2 separate regions of the Cyprinus carpio genome follow, and region 2 is linked to region 1. The links are chromatin contacts, called in public Hi-C maps. All regions are on one chromosome and are shown on one strand. The core of a region is the stretch at or near the end of the contact, and the rest is flanking DNA. Distances in the headings are between cores, read along the strand shown. Region 1 overlaps LOC109093852 (cGMP-inhibited 3',5'-cyclic phosphodiesterase B-like). Region 2 holds the start of LOC109093852 (cGMP-inhibited 3',5'-cyclic phosphodiesterase B-like).

Region 1 (5,500 bases), core at 2,360-4,859:
TTCATCAGGATTCTTTGAAGAATAGAATGGAAATGTAAAAATAAATCATTTGTATTATAAATGTCAATTTTGACAAATGTACAGCGTTCTTTCTGAAAAAGAATATATATATTAATATAATTATTATATATAATATTATATATATTAATATTATTTCATAGAAAAAAATCAAAATCTTACTGGCTCCAAACTTTTGAATGATAGTGTACATTTGTACCAATTGTTATCAGTTGATATTAGAATTTTTTTTTTCTTTTTCATTTATTGGTGTTGTCTATATTGGATATACAATGGTTCATAATGAAAATTTAATTGTGCCACATTTCCCATATTATTAAAGTATTTAACTTTTAAGTACAATAACACTGTAACACTGTTAAAGGGATACTCCACCCCAAAATGAAAATTATGTCATTAATCACTTACCCCCCTGTCGTTCCAAACCCGTAAAAGCTCCGTATGCTGCGTATGCTCATCTGTATCACCCGTGCCACAAGGATGCACTGTTTTCTTTCAAATCAAAGCTAAATACACGTAGAAACAGTGTATCCTTGTGGCGCTGATGATACAGAAGAGCAGACGCAGCATACAGTGATATGGAGAGACACAGAGGAGACTGTTGACAAAGGAATTGTTGAATAAAGTTGTTATTTTTGTTTTCTTCGCTTACAAAAAGTGTTCCCGTCGCTTCATATAACCCAGATTGCACGTCTGATGGCAGATGGAGTATTCTGATGACGACTTTCATACCTTTTATGGACCTTGACACTGATATTTACTTGGAGGTCTATGGGACAGTAACAGGCCTCCCAGGTTTCATCCAAAATATCTTAAATTGTGTTCCGAAGATGAACAAAGCTTTTACGGGTTTGGAACGACATGGTTTAATTAATGACAGAATTTTCATTTTGGGGTGGAGTGCAAATGACATAATAAATATCCGACTGTAATTTATAATGCTGTGATGCCTAAATTCACTTTAAGCACTGATTTTACTTTTTAATATTTAAATAGTAATTTATTTAGACAAAATAGTACATAATTGACTTTTTTCATCAGTAATCAGCCATAACATGTATATAATTATCAGCTTACCAGCACTGGCCATAATTTTAATAGCAGTGCACAGAAAAATACCTTAAATTCTAAAATTATCATTATTATTAATTATAATCAATGGATATGTTTATACTTAAATATATAACTATTGGCCCTTGAGCAACAACAATATAGCAGAGCTACTTTTTTTTAGTAGCTTGTGTGTAGCTGACTACTTTTTTAAGAGTGTAGCTTGACTGCAGTTACACTACTTCAAATTATGAGTGACTTATAGCTCAGCAAGGATCCCCAACACTGCTGCTCATCTACCTTCAGTGGCTTTCTCTCTCCTCTATCTGAGGGGTCTTCTATCTCAGCGCAGGGGTAGAAGCCAGGGAAGGGGGTGAAGGGGTTGACCCGGGGCCGGCAGGACCCAGAGAAAGTTCCCATGAGGCTGCTGACACTCCGCAGTGAGGAGAGCACGTGGGGTGAGAGAGACGGGTCCACCAGCAGGTCTGAGACCAGGTTCCTGGCCTCGTTTATCACAGAGAGATCCACGCCACTCCCACTCACTGCACCCTAAGTACACAAAAAGCACATATTAACAACATCTATACAGTAGAATGCAAAATCAGGAAATTGCTGCATAAAGAAGCAGAGATTTACCATGTACATATCTGTTTTTGAGACATCTACTGCCTCCTTGTGGTCATTTAGAAGTACAGCAGGATTTTAAACATTTACCTTTACATTTGCATTTGGCAGACACTTTTCCCCAAAGTGACTTACATTGCATTAAAGCTACACATTTGATCAGTTAATGCATTCCCTGGGAATCAAATCTATGACTTTGGCATTGTTACAATGTTTGAGCTACAGGAACGCTACAGCATGCCATCCCACTGCTCCAGACTTGTGCCAGTAGTAACTGTAGCAAAGAATGACTCATTCTCGGAGCCATCCATTTGATAATTCCAGCCAAGTAGCAGAGACAGTTTTTGATTATATCCACTCAGCGGAAAAAAGGAACCGTTCATAATGATATTACAGGAAGAACTCTGGGTATCTTTAAACTCAGCTAGTCTTAATCCATTTTCAGCCTTGTGTGCACATGCTGCGCTCATTTTATTGATTGTGTTTAATTCAGACCTACATCATTTTTTTGAAGGGGGGTGGTTGTTTTGATAAAAGTAATAAAGTAGAGTGGCAGCACTGCTGCAACCTGCATGTGTGCATGCTAACACGTGTGTGGTAAAAGTGCACAGCGAGCATTTCCTCCAGGCTTTGACGTCATTTGGCAAGCTTTATGTGAGCCAGAATGAGGGTTATCCACTTGCAGGTCAGCCGAAGTAATGCGCAGCGGGCAGATGGAGGGGCTACAGGCCTCAGCATGCTAACAGGCTACAAACTGTCCTCAGATGGACGATATGAGGCTCATTCAGACATAAAGAAAGTGAGATGAGATGCTGGTCTATATGTAAAGGAAAACAAAGATTACTCTCTTATTCTGGGCTGTATATAAAGCATAATAAAATAAAATTCACACACAACTAATATAATATAATATAATATAATATAATGTAATATTATATAATATACAGTATTTATAAAACATAAATGTATTTAACATTTAGAACCAGACATTCTGAATGAATGATTACTATAAAAAGGAAAAATCACATTAGAAATTCATTATACCAACATTTTTTATATACATTTTATTAAATTATTTCCATTTTATACATTCGTTAACACTTTACAATAAGGTTCCATTAGTTAATGTTAGTTAATGTGTAAACTAATAAGAACAAACAATGAACAATACATTTATTACAGTATTTATTCATCTTTGTTCATGTTAGTTAATGAAAATACAGTTGTTCACTGTTAGTTCATGTTAATTCACAGTGCATTAACTAATGTTAACAAGCACAACTTATGATTTTAATAATGCATTAGTAAATTAACATTAGCTAAGATTAATAAATGCTGTAGAAGTATAGTTCATTCTTAGTTCATGTTAAATAACATAGTAAACTAATGTTAACTAATGAACCTTATTGTAAAGTGTTACCAATGGAAGAACATCACAAAGGTTCATAAAAAGTCAAATAAAAACAAACATACTTGAGTGGCCTGGATATTGGCTAGTTGAGCAAGAATGTCACGGGACTGCACTTACCTAATAAACCTTACATAAATTGTGCTGATGAAATACTGAAACGTGTCGAACAGCTAAACAGGAGTAGAACTGACCTGATATTGTGGCTTGTACCATTGTTTCAGGTCCCAGTCCCACAGGATCATCTAAAGGACACAAAACAAAGCACATTTCATTCACAACTGCCACCCTGCACAAAACCTATGGAAAGTTAAGACAAAGCAGCAGCTAAATGAGTTATTTTTACATTGCTGAAGTGCCTATAACCATGTAAAAATAAACACATTTCTAGGTATTGGTATGAACAACCATTTGATGTGTGAGTGAATGTTTTGTCAACACCTGAGCAATGCTTCTTGTGTGCTGAAAGCTGCTGAACGAAAACCTTTCTGGTGCTTGCAGGGTAAAAAAAAGAAAAAGAAAAGAAAACCACTGTAACCACAATGAGACGTCAACAATAGCGCTCGCAGATCTTATCTAGCCAAACTACGTCATTTGACTCCATTTCCACGTTATCTGTCTCAGAGGCTCAGAGGAAAGTCACCCAACAGAAGCCAAGTCCCACAACACTATCACCAAGATAGTTCGCAGACTGTGTCTGTTTTCTGGTGCCATGGAGTTAGCAAAGCAACTTTTACAGTTAATCTGAAAAACAAGTTGTCTAAATATATTACATTTACATTTATGCATTTAGCAGACGCTTTTATCAGAAGTGACTTACAGTGCATTAAGGCTATACATTTTATATATGATTGATTAAAAATATGATCAAATGGTCTTGCAGCCTTTTGAAAATTTAACTAATCCATTATATACCAAATTAGAGGCCCAAACCTCAAAACAAACTTGCACAAGTCACAATCAACACATTTAGCAACAAAACAAATAGTATAGATTTTAGGTGCTATAACTAATAAGTAAATACATTTCTGGCAGTTTATATTATATTTTTGCAACACAGAAATTCTACAGTCCTACAAAGTGATAAATTATTATTTTTTAAAAGGACAAATATTCCATGCAGTTTTATGTCCTCATATTAATTAGAAGATAGCATGTAGGCCTATACTTTTATAAAAACAAGCGTTATCTTATCATTTATTTATTTATTTATTTTGCACAGAGTCTGGTTTACTTCTGGTTACCACAAAAAAGGGAGATAAAATCTTTTCTTTAAGGGATGTGGAAAACTTTTTTTTAGGGAACACTGGCATAAATGAATTTAGCAACAAAGCAAACACCAATTAACAAGAGTTCAACATCATTATCAAAACAGAGACATGTCACAGTTCACAAATCAGCCAAGCAAAGTTTGAGAGAGTTCTCGGCCAACAAGGGCTCATATGTAAGCGGTCGCCATGTTAAACTCAAAGTCACTGTAGCTGAATGGCAGTGCAGAGTAAAACCACATGGGGGAGTACTGGTGATATCCACGAGGAGAGCCTGGTTTCTCCACACAACAGACAAAGCAGAAGTCCCCAGCACCTGCGCTGGCCATGTCATGTGTCACTTCCAGCAGCTCTGATCTTTAAAACCAGCAGCACTCTTAGGCACTCAGATCTGTCCAAAAGACATGACCACAGACTCAGAGAGCGACAGTTGGAGTTGATCGAAACACACTCACCTGTTTTAACTGAATAAAAAAAAAAACCAAAAAAAAAAAAAAAAAAACCAATAAACCATCCCAAGACACAAAAGACGACTCATTGGAGTTCAAATGACTTAATTCCATGTCTGGAATGGGATTTAATTATGATGTGGACACAGTGGCCTCTTGCTCTCAAATCAGATGTTTTTCTGATCAGACAGAGATGATCACACGGTTAGCTGTCAGCATCTTAACGCCATCAGACATTTAGTATGGCAAATAAGCTCTACCATGGCAACCTGAGAGAGGCCAGCAAACAATAGTACAAACGTCATTGCAACCAGGATGGCGGGAGATAGACAGAAGAGAAACGTGTCAGAAAAGGTGTCTGATGCCTTCTCTCTCATTCACAGGGAAGGTTTTGTGGGTCAGAATGACCACTTAACATCAGACTGGTCACATACGTTCCCATTAAATCAAGCATGTGGCATCGAGCTACATACGTACATGAACACAGACTCGAGTCTCACCCCCTCTGAATGCCACACAATGTCACAGAGTTACACAGAGCAAATCTCTCTACTTTTGTTCTTTATGGTCTGTTGAGCTAGTAAACTTCACAGATGGGACAGAGATTAACAGAAGAATAAAGGTGGGTCAGTTTCATAAAATCTGCTTCCTTGAATATGTTAAAATATTTTGACTCTGGTATG
Region 2 (5,149 bases), core at 964-3,463, 37 kb after region 1:
ACATAAACCAACTCCTTTTGTTTAACCTTTTTACTTCACACATAGAATGCAAAAGAAGAGCCAATCAGAGGAAAACATTTAAAACTCTATATATATTTACGGCACAGACACTGGGATAAGCGCTGCCCCACTTTTCAAGTGTTTGAATCAATGATTAATAATGTAAGTTTTGTCTCACTTCAGTACGAACACAACATTCTGACCAGCATTATAAGCGCTTGTGGGTGAAAAGTAAATGTTTTCCTGTAGTACTGAGAAAAGAGAAAATTTACTACGATTCTACTAAACAGACATTTTCATTAAATGTGTTTATGTAAGTTCAAAATAAATTTTTAAGGACACATCTTCATCTTTAAAATAAAACTGTATCAGACTACTGGTACAACATGGGGATACAACCCAAAACTTCACATAAGTAACTAAACGCAGTTTTGATCCATTTGAAACATCTTGAAATTTGCACTGTGTTCACTCTAAAATACCAAACAAAATTAAACTGAAATGTTTAGCAAATAAAGAAAAGTTCTCACCCCATCACAGTGAAACAATAAATTTGGGAGCTATGCAACAGGTGACTGACCCAATATTAAGACCTGGCCCAACAACAATGTATACAAAATACTAATAATATCACACTTACGAACTTTGTGGATTATTGCTGTATAAGGAGTGTTCTGTCGTGGTGTTGTGTGATGGGGTATCAGGAGTGTGTTTAGGATGGCAATGTACACTCAGAAAAATTAAAGGTTTCAAAAAGGGCTTTTTGCAGCAATGCCATAGAAGAATCATTTTTGGGTCCCCAAAGAACCTTTCAGTGAAGTGTTCTTAAAAGAACCTTTTTTTTTAATGTGAAGAACATTTTAAACCTTTTTTCCTCTAGAAATAACTTTTTGTTGAATAGAAAAGTTCATGGATGTTAACAGTTATTCAAGGAACTATGAATGCAAATAAAGAACCTTTATTTTTATGAGTGTATGTTGTCTTTTAACGTGTCAGGAGTGTGATGGTGTGTATCAGGAGCACGATGATTTGTGATGTGTTTTATAGTGCATATAAGGGATGTGTTGGTATATATCAACTGGTAACAGAGTTGCTGGACTGCTGAACAGCCCCATACCTGTTCTCTGGATATACAGGGCAGAGAAGGTCTGCGGGGCATCTTACAACTGCCATAATAACTGCTGGACGTCTCTCCCAAAGAAACACAGCTGGACCTTCTCCTGGGTCTGATGACGGGAACTTTCTCCTCCGCGTTAGGAATCCTGCCGGCCGTCTCCCTCGGTGGGTAATAGTGATCAAAACAGAGCGCCAGCAGAGAGCCGGAGACCCCCGCCATACACGCCAGCACCGGCCTGAGGGACGGAGACAGACAGCCGAGGCTGGTGAAGGACAGCAGCCACACCAGGCTGGCGAAGACCAGGATCAGGACGCTGTGTTTGAGTTTGAGAGTGGGGATGAGAGTGAGCAGACCCACGCAGCCCAGCACAAACAGCAACCTGCCCATCATTTGCATCTGATGGTGCTCCTCTCCCCACTGCAACAAGCGCAAGACCATCAAATCCCCCAAGTAGCATGATGCTGGTAAGGACAAAAGCCAACATCTGCTGCTTTCCCTCTTCGTCCGCCTCAGGTAGAGGGTGAGAAAGAAATACGCGCAGCCGATGCTGAATAAAGGACTGATGGACTGGGAGAAATCAAAGAGGAAAGTCCGCAGCTCCGAGACGCCGTGCTCACTCTGAAAGCTCCAAGAAATGAAGCAGGAGAGCGCCAGGACTGCCAGCGCTCCCACGTAGAGAGCCGAGCCGCGGAATAGTTTGGACTTGAGGATATCCTCATTGCAAAACCTACAGACGTTGAACAAAAAGCCCCTCGGGTGGTCTTGTTTTAACGGAGTGACGCAGCTCTTCACATAGCCGTTCCTGAAGCTCTCCCCGCTGTTTGCATTGCCACCAACACCATCGTGCTGTCTGATTTTACTGTGCAAAACCTCTCCTTCCTCCTGCACAGCCATGTTGTCCTCCTCCAGTGCTCTTTAAACTTTCATTCCTCCGAGATAAATCCTCCGTGTGTCAACGTTTTACTACATGACGGCAAACGCGCTCCATGGTCACTCAAACGTGCTCAGGCATTTTGGCCAGGAGGAAAAGAGGCTGAAATGTTGTTGTTTTTTAGCAGACTAGAGCTCGATGTCGCCGTCTAGGTGCGACAATTTGTAACAATGACTGGAGCGCGAGAGACAGACGCGCGCGCGCGCGCTCTGCAGCGCAGCCAAACCGCGCCGCCTTCATTTTATACCTGTATCTTTCATTTCTAGTAATTTTTTCTTGCCTTAATGCGGTATTTGAACAATACTATAGAATGCTGGATATATTTATATGTGGAAAATACATAACAATACTTAAAACACAGCATATTATGTAGGCTATATATGTGTGAGTGAGTGAGTGTATCCTTAGAAACTTTGGAGTCGTGTGGATGTATACATACGTTGTCTTTATTATTTGTTTATACGCACGATTGTAGCATATGACTGAGCTAAGTCACTAATCAGTCAGGTAAATAGTTGATTATTTTATAATAACGAGACAACCGGCCCTTATGGTTTAAATGCATAAGCACCACAAGAGGTCACTAACATGGACATTATATTACGGCTGAGTTATCAACAGTTTCTTACCAATGATTGGGATCCAGAGGCATAGCTGGCCAAGGAACCCACTAATATTACTGTGTTTTATTTGTAACACTGCATACTGTCTCATCATTATTACTTTAAGCTAATTTTGGTTGAGTTTCTCAAGCCTACTTTTATATTCTTTCAGATCTAAAAGCAAAATCAACCAAAAATGAAATCATCAAATACCAACCAAATACCATTGTGAACTAACATAAATATTTTTTTTATTAACTTAAGGATTACTATGTTAGCTAATGCAGTAACTTAACAAAATGGACCTTATTGTGAAGTGTTGGCCAAATAATATCTTTAAGAACATGTTATATAGTAATATACCATATTCCTTTTGGGAAATATTTTAATTTAAGGTTACACCTTGAGGACTTTATTTGGTGATAATACTGAAGCTATTATTTGCTTGATCTAACTAATCTTGAGATTATAAGACAAGTATAGAAATATAAAGAAAAAAATAAAATTGGTCAATGATCCTTTTGTCTTTGTTCAGTCAACACCTTTTGTCTTTCTGAAAAAAAAAACATAAGAGGATTATAAAGCGGGAAAGTCCCTCTGATGCCAAATGCTTTAGGTAAAAAGAAACTGTTTCCTTATCTAAGATGTGGTCTTTCCTTTACAGCATGAACACCAAGAGAGGTTTGTTTAATGGTCCTAAAATTACTCACATTTATAAAAAGATCCAGATATAGAATTTTATAAAAATGTAATATATTTATTCCATATGGTGAGCAAGAACAATTCATGCACTTGGCTGGAAAATTGGTTTGAAATTGTGGTTCTTGCATTATGGTTCAATTATGATCTCAAATAATGTAGACTAATGCTGGTTCCATAATGCATTGAAACTGACCTCATTTACTTTACTTCTGTGCTATCTTAAGAGCTTTTCCATGATTCCAGCTGCACAAGTGAGGTGGTTGAATAGACAAGTCAATAAAACCATCAGTCATTCTTGTGTGAGGATCATAACGTATCTTCAATTTTCATGGAACTGTTCAGCAGGAGGCTATGACATTATATGCATACACAAATGTATATGTACACTCTAAATAAAAAAGTATTTAAAAATAGGGTTGCCTGTACTGTGTTAATATGAGGGTATGAAGGTCTGTATTGAATTTTCACAGGTGTTTTCAATGCATTTTGAATTACATGTTATGCGGTGTTGTGTTTTGTTACAGGAAAAGTCTGTAAACTGAATGGAAAGGGTCCTGGCAGAAAATTACCAGTATCTTTTCCATTTTTCTACAGATTTCCTTACAGTGTAATATGATAAAACATATGTTATATAATTTGTATTATATAATTAATAGGCTATATAACATTTCCCAACAGACGTATATGTGCATCAGAACAACAGCAGGGCCTATACAAGAAATCATCCTTTAATGGGCCTAATATACGCTTAAAATGTTATCGTTCAATATTTATATCCATTTTCTCAAAAAATATTATATGTGATTGTTAATTACAATTAGGCTAATAGTCCAATATTATTCTATTTTTTTTTATATATATATTTTCTATTTTGCTTTTACAACTAGCTGAAATAAAATCTATTTAGGTATTTATTTATTCATTTGTAATGGTTTTAGGTTTAGTTAACTATAAAAACCCCGTTTCACAGTAATAAATTCGAATCGTTTGTGTGTTGTTTAACCTTCTCGCTTCAGACATTCGGTTTTAATTTTTCCTTATACATCTTGACCAACAAATGGATAATTAAGCATAATATTCCAGTATAAACAAGTAGAACATAATCACAAACACATACACAGCTCCAGTCACGAACATACTGTACTCTGCAACAAACTTTCGCGTTTTCGTAACGCTCCGCGTGGTTTGGACCGTCTGGCTCGCTGTAGTATTGATGTGGCCAGGTCAGACAGGTTCCACGTCATTCGAAAGAATCGCTCCAGACACGGATGTGCATACAGAAGAAGAGAGAGGCATAAGACCTGTTTAAAAGGTAATAAATTAGCAACTTTACAAGAGAGCGCATTAATAAAAGACATTTTTTTGTTATTTTGAGCTGCTTCGAGTACGGAAGCACTGGTTGTCTGTGCTCGGTTTTATCGCAGACAGTTAAGTTATCGTGCTAAGTTAGCTGCTACTGTAGCAGTGATGTCGACTGATCGCGCAGTCGGTAATTTAACTGTATAGTATTAACTGTGTTATCAGGATGTGTTATTAAACAGCAGTGCTGATATTAATACGTTTCGATTTTATATTTACTGCACAACATGGTACAAGTTAGTCTTCTGCCACGGCTGGCAAACTAGCTGCTAATTCAATGAGTCCTGTGCGGCCGCAGACCGTGAGATTTCTTACGGGATCTTCATATAAAAAAAATATTCTTCTTAACAGAGTACAACCTAAAATCACGGACGACGTTAGTTGCATTTATAGTTTGGCTCTGCTTCATGTCGTCGCATATATACAGTGGAAGTACCA

The links. A called contact is a pair of places that touch in the nucleus more often than the background predicts.
Region 2: a Hi-C map of skeletal muscle shows a contact between it and region 1, with 3 times the contacts expected there. The contact joins the promoter of LOC109093852 here to the enhancer-like site in region 1. A contact is called at or near these places in 5 of 8 Hi-C or Micro-C datasets (liver, red blood cells and skeletal muscle).

Annotation. Positions count from the first base shown.
Region 1 is chrA7:16,431,867-16,437,366 of ASM1834038v1, forward strand. LOC109093852 (cGMP-inhibited 3',5'-cyclic phosphodiesterase B-like) reads right to left here. Exons shown (of 16, transcript XM_042759972.1): 2 at 3,295-3,345; 3 at 1,369-1,617. Among protein-coding and RNA genes, the nearest start is that of LOC109102218, 29 kb to the left of the region's middle. Within about 2 kb of position 3,610, at least 2 of the 8 cell types and tissues checked have an H3K27ac peak or open chromatin away from gene starts, as enhancers often do.
Region 2 is chrA7:16,470,754-16,475,902 of ASM1834038v1, forward strand. It overlaps LOC109093852 (cGMP-inhibited 3',5'-cyclic phosphodiesterase B-like), which reads right to left and starts at 2,214. Exons shown (of 16, transcript XM_042759972.1): 1 at 1,118-2,214. The coding sequence starts at 2,011. It overlaps LOC109061084 (coatomer subunit beta-like), which reads left to right and starts at 4,515. Exons shown (of 22, transcript XM_042759973.1): 1 at 4,515-4,664.